Regions from separate parts of the Neogale vison genome. Here region 1 is linked to region 2. The links are chromatin contacts, called in public Hi-C maps. All regions are on one chromosome and are shown on one strand. Each heading gives the region's core, a stretch centred on a gene start, on an enhancer-like site or on the middle of the called end of the contact. The rest is flanking DNA. Distances are from core to core; before and after follow the strand shown. Region 1 holds the start of LOC122904643 (cytochrome c oxidase assembly factor 1 homolog). Region 2 holds the start of STK17A (serine/threonine-protein kinase 17A).

What was found. A called contact is a pair of places that touch in the nucleus more often than the background predicts.
Region 1: a contact with region 2 is called in a Hi-C map of muscle, with 7 times the contacts expected there. The contact joins the promoter of LOC122904643 here to the promoter of STK17A in region 2. A contact is called at or near these places in 2 of 3 Hi-C or Micro-C datasets (fibroblasts and muscle).

Annotation. Positions count from the first base shown.
Region 1 is chr4:128,726,152-128,729,190 of ASM_NN_V1, forward strand. LOC122904643 (cytochrome c oxidase assembly factor 1 homolog) reads right to left here and starts at 1,742. Exons shown (of 6, transcript XM_044245674.1): 1 at 1,664-1,742.
Region 2 is chr4:128,580,290-128,583,539 of ASM_NN_V1, forward strand. STK17A (serine/threonine-protein kinase 17A) reads left to right here and starts at 1,541. Exons shown (of 7, transcript XM_044245673.1): 1 at 1,541-1,844. The coding sequence starts at 1,639.

The DNA.
Region 1 (3,039 bases), core at 492-2,991, 150 kb after region 2:
TCTGCTTGTACTCTACCTCTCAAATAAATAAATCCTTAAAAAAAATCCTCTCTAAAAAAATTTTTTTAAATCTTAAAAAAAAGGATTCCATGATCAATGGAATCAATTCCATGATGAAAAAACAAATAATCTAATTTTTAAAATGGGCAAAGGATATGAATAGACATTTCTCCAAATATATACAAATAGCTGAGCACATGAGAAGACCTTGCTCAACATCATTACCCATCAAGAAAATGAAAATCAAAACAACGAGACACCATTCACACCCACTGGGAGGGCTAGAATTTTTTTCTTAACCACTGGAATTTTTTTTTAATTTAAACTCAATTAGCCAATATATAGTACATATTTAGTTTCAGATATAGTGTTCAATAATTTATCAGTTGTGTACAACACCCAGGGTCATGTCACATAGGATGGCTAGAATTAAAAAAAAAAAAAAAAACAGGCAATGAGGGGCGCCTGGGTGGCTCAGTGGGTTAAGCCTCCGCCTTCAGCCCAGGTCATGATCTCAGGGTCCTGGGATCGCGCCCCCCATCGGGCTCTCTGCTCAGTGGGGAGCCTCCTTCTTCCTCTCTCTTTCTCTCTCTCTCTGCCTGCTGCCTCTCTGCCTACCTGTGATCTGTCAAAGAAATAAAATCTTAAAAAAAAAAAAAAGCAATGAAAAGTATTAGCAACGATATGAAGAAATCAGAACTTTCATGTCCTGCTGATGGGAATATAACATGGTCCAGTTGCCTTGGGAAACAATCTGGCAGTTCTTCAAAATGGGAAACATACAATTACCCTATGACCCAGCAATTCTACTCTTAGGTATATACCTAAGCAGAGCTGACTGAGAAACTCAGCATTAGCAAGACCCTGAGACCCTGAAAGGGCTGGAAGCCAGGCAGAAGAATTTGTATCATCGTCGAAGGTCAGGAAGCTTCTGAGCATGGGAATAACATAATCAGATCTGCGTTTCGTACGTGCAAACTTCAAGCAGACACGTTACTTCTGTACAAAGGCGAAACGAGCAATAAAATGCCTTAAACGTATAGCAATACCCCACAGATAAGAACGGGATTCAAGAAGAACCAAGTATTAAAATACAAGAATTTTTGTGGATTTTTACTATTATACACATCGCACCGACTGACACGCACACACGCAGATGCCCTGTCCCTAACACGAGAAATGATTTCTACTGCCAGAACCCTGCAGCGAGTGCAAGGGCGACGGTGACAAAAATCACGACGACCGCTATCAGGAAACCCTTTCCCAGTCGTCCTGGCAGGGTCTCCCTCACGCTGGGGTAACGCAGCACCGCCCGCAAGGCGCCCAGTTCCACCCCTCAGAGGGGACCCCCAGCTCCTCACAAACGCGCTCTTACGAACGCTGGACGCGGACGGCAGGGCAAGGTCACGGCTAGCTGCTGCCCACCGCCCCACAACCCCCGGGTCGGAGGGAGGAAGCACCTCGCCGCGACCCAAGGCGCGGAGCCCACCAAGGGCCCCCGACGCCAAGCATACAGCGGGAAGGTCGCGACCGAGCGAAGGGGCGAGCCGCCGGGAGGTGACCCCGGGCAGCAGCCCACAGGAAGCGCAAACGCAGCCTCCCACACCGCGGGAACAAACATTTCCATAAAGACCTGGTCGCTTGGAGCGACGCGGCACCTAACCTGCCGGGCTTCTGCGCAGCATGCAGCGGAACGCAAGCGCCCTCCTTCCGGGCGCGGTAGAGTGGGCGGGAAAAGCCAGCCTGCGGGCACGCCGGCACGCCGGCAAAGAGCAGTCGAGACTTCCGGTGCGGCATCCTCGCAGGTGTAGAGCGTCAGGTCGCGCCGGCTGGGCTGGGCTCCGGACTCCGGTCGGCCAAACACAGCCCCAGGCCGGGATTCCCAGATGGAGGTGGGGGGAGGGGGTGCGCCTCAGCTTCTCAGACGCTCCCACTCGCACCCGCATGTCAGAGCCTCTCTTTCCGCTTTCAGCGTCTCGTTAGCCCTCAGCGTACATTGAGTCCTGCTGCGATAGTGGAGGGAATTTAAACCACCGGTTTATGTGCTCCTGCAGGGCTCTGGCGCTTTGGCTGACCTCCAAGGGCATGAAACCACTGACCATCGGGGTCCCGCTCTGGCTCTAAAGTCCATCTTGCCCCATTCGGCTGAGAACTTTGGCAACATTAAATTTCCTTTTATTCACCAAATTTTTATTAAATGCCTACTGTGCTCCAGGGAATACAAGGGGGTAAGAAAAAACAATGTAACCTAAGTTAAGTAATAAAATGAGGGGCGCTTGGGTGGCTCAGTGGGTTAAAGCCTTTGCCTTCGGCTCAGGTCATGATCCCAGGATCCTGGGATCGAGCCCCGCATCGGGCTCTCTGCTCAGCGGAGCCTGCTTCTCCCTCTCTCTCTGCCTACTTGTGATCTCTCTGTGTGTCAAATAAATAAATAAATTTTTTTTAAAAAAATTTTTAAATAATAAAATGAATAATAACAATCTGGTACATTTGTTATGAGGATCTAAAGTGCTTAGTTAAGTAGGGTCTGGCACCGTGTAAGTCATCAATGAATGTTAGCTATCCTTATTTTCATTTTGATCATAACCCTGCAGTCATTGTTTTAGGAAGGATGTTAGAGCTCGAAGTCAACGGCCAAGAAAGAATTCTTGAGCGGTCTTTAGTGCAAAAAGCTGGTTTTATGAAAGTTCAGGGAGAGAACCTGTGCGCAGAAAGCTGCAATGGGGTTGTTAATGGGTGGTGATTAAATACCTTCAAGTCGGTAAGGGGTTAGGGTTAGCGTAAGTCTCTAAGGAATTTTGGAAACGAGGTTTCCAGAAGATTGAGGGATTTACTCATTGTTGGGAAAAGGTCATTTAAAAGATCTTATAAAACCTCAGTCATGAGACCCTCCAGATATATATCTATGGGTCATATGCTTGGGGGATGATCGCTAACAGGTATCTTGGGGAGTAAAGATAAAGGAAGTTTCCAAAGGAATTTCTATATGTTATGGAAGACCTACGGGGTCCTGGGGATTAGGCTAAAATTGCATTTTGC
Region 2 (3,250 bases), core at 291-2,790:
TGATCAGGAGATAGCCACCCACAGCTGTTAGGATGGCTATTATAAAAAAGACAAGAAATAACAAGTGTTGGTGAGGGCATGCACTATTGGTTGGAAGGTAAATTCATGCAGAAGATTCAGAGAATATATATATATGGAATATTACTCATCCCTTAAAAAGAATGAAATCTAGCCATTTTCAAGAACATGGATGGACCTAGAGGGTATTATGTTAAGTGAAATAGGTCAGAGAAAGACAAATACCATTTAATTTCATTTATATATGAAATCTAAAAACAAGACAAAACAAAACATAAACAGCCTTATAGATATATAGATACAGAGAACTAACAGGTGGTTGCCAGAGGGGAGGCAGATAGAAGAGGGCCAAAATAGGTGTAGGGGATTAAGAGGCACTAAGTTCTAGATAAAAATAAATAAGTCATGAGGATGTAATGTACAACACAGGGAATATAGTGAATAATATTGTAATAACTTTGTATAGTGATAGATGGCAACTAGACCTATGATGCTGATCATTTCATAATGTATAAAAACATACTTAACTATCCTGTACACCTGAAACTAATACAATATTGTGTGTCTATTTTAATTCAATTAAAAACAGACCAGATGAGAGAGGGAGAAGGTATGTGGGAAATCTCTGTACCTTTCAGGTAGTTTTGCTGTGATCCTAAAATTTCTCTAAAATAAAAAATAAAGTCCATTTTAAATTTTTTTTATTTTTTTAATTATTTTGTTCTTATATACTTATTTGACAGACAGAGATCACAAGTAGGCAGAGAGACAGGAGGAAGCAGGCTCCCCGCCCAGCAGAGAGCCCGATGCTGGGGGGGACTCGATTCCAGGACCCTGAGATCATGACCTGAGCCCAAAGCAGAGGCTTTAACCCACTGAGCCACCCAGACGTCCCTAAAGTCCATTTAAAACAAACAAACAAAATAACCCCCTAATATTTAGAAAAAAAAAATACCAGACGAGAGCACCATGTTAAATACAGAGAAGACAACAGACGTATAATAATGCGTATTGCATAGGGCTAGAGTAAGGGGTTAATAATATTTACTCAACTTCTGCTTCCAGATTTCCTCCCAGTGTGTGAAGGAACGAGGTGCCCTGGTCAACTCCCCGTGCTGTACAGCAGCCCTGCTCAGTCTCATAACAACCCGCCCCCCCCGCCAAGCCCCACGCCCAAGGTAAAGCGCCAGCTGGCAACACTTATGCCTTTCACTGACGGAGGGACCAAGTTTTGGAGCACTCAGATGTTCAACAGGTGTGCAACTGGGGCCGGGCGCCCTGGCTTCGGAAGGGTAGTGCTGCTTTTCTTCTCCCCCAGGCCGGAGCGGCCCCCCAGGCTGCACTCTCTCCCTCTCGGCTGCAGAGGGAGCGCGTGAGATACCCTGCGCTCCCGACTCCGAGCGGGCAGGCGAGGGGCGGGGCTAGGGGCAGGGCGAGGGGCGGGGCAGGACGTGGGCAGGACGCCGGGAGTCCGCCCGCCGCAGTTAAAGCGCGCTGACGCGGGGGAGAGCGGTTTCGTGGAGGCTCTTGGGTCCGCGTGAGGCGGCTGCAGGTGGGACCGTTACCCGCGGGCAGCCGGGAGCGAGCGGGGCGGCCGGAAAGGAAGCGTGCCGGTCCACCATGATCCCCCTGGAGAAGCCCGGCAGCCGCGGCTCCCCCTCGGCCGCCGCCTCCGGGTCGGGCCGGGCTGGCGGGAGTCTGGGTGCGCTGCGCCGGCCGCCGCCCCCACCTCAGGCCCGCGGGCTGCTGACGGAGATCCGCACCGCCGTGCGCACCGAGCCCTTCCAGGACGGCTACAGCCTGAGCCCGGGCCGGGAGCTGGGCAGGTGAGGCGGGCGGGGCCCGGCGGCCGATAAGTGCCAGAAGCCGGCGGGCGGGTGCCGTGGGGGTGGCGGGCCCGGGGCCGATAGCGCGCGCCGTGACTTGGCACAAACTTGGGTGCGGGCGGCGGGCAGCGGGCGGGGCGGTCGAGTCGCAGCAGCCAGCCCTCCGCGCGCCACGGCTTGTCCCCGCAGCCGGCGAGGCGCTCCCCGGCGCGCGGCTCTCACCCGGCAGCGGGTGTGACCGAGTCCCCCGACGGCGGGGACCCGGGCCGTCAGCCCCGTCTCTGCGCAGGCCCTTCCGGCGTCTGAGGCGTTTTCCATGCTGGGCGGCGAGGGGGGCGTGGGAGCTGCGTGCATTTCCCGGGGAGCCGCAGCTGCGGAGTCGGCGCTGGCTTCGCCCTTCAGCTCGCGCGTGTGTGCTCGGTCCCCTCCGTGGCCGTGCGAAGGCGAAGCGGGGCGGGACGGCTTCCGCTGCCCCCGCGCCGGGCGGCCGTCTCCGCCTCGCGCCGACTTCGTTTTCGGTTTCTTGGTTTCGTGCGACTTTAGTTGTGAAGTATTTGGGTCTCTGTGGCCCAGGTCACATCGGTTTTACTCCCAGGCTCTTGGCCCTCGCCTCGCGCTTTCCCCTCTGCTCCAGCCGGCCCTTGTCCTCTCCTCCCGCCGCCGCTCTTCGTTCGGCTCTTCGTGAAAACTGTGAAAGGCGAAGGCTTGCTTGGAGACCTTACACTGTGCGTGTTGATGAGGGGTGAGGGCCAGGGGTCTGGGGACCGACTCCCCTTTTCCTTACGAACAGTTGGGAGAAGTCCGAGGCGTCGGTGTTGGAGTCAGACTTGAGCGCGTTCAGCCTGGCCGGCCCGCTCCGTGTGCATTCGAGTGGATCACTTCGACTCCTGCTTTCTCACCCATAAAATCAGTATCATGACCGTGCCCGCCTCCCTCGCGGGGGTGCTGTGCGGGTGACAGGCCTGTAAAGCACATGCTGCAGGTCCTGGCACAGAGACTCCCTAAACGTCCGCCGTTGCTGCAGACGTCTGTCGGGCTTGCCAGACAGCGCCACGGTGGGATGGGGCAAGGGCCTGACGGTGGTGACTGCCCTCATCTGGGGTCTTGGGAAAGGAAGGTCTTGTAACATTGCTCACAAGCAGTATTTAAAAAGCTCAATTTTGCATATATTAAGCTGGCTTTTATAAATAGGGGTTGGGGGTTTTTTGGTTTATGTTTTTGAGGGGAATCTACCTTAAACATGTCATCCTTATTCCAACTGGTCATAAAAGGAAGAATACCTTTCAGAGCAAGATACACTTCGCTATGGTGCCCACTATTTTTTTTTTTAAGATTTTATTTATTATTTGACAGAGATCACAAGTAGGCAGAGAAGCAGGCGGGGGGAGGGGAAAGCAGGCTCCCCG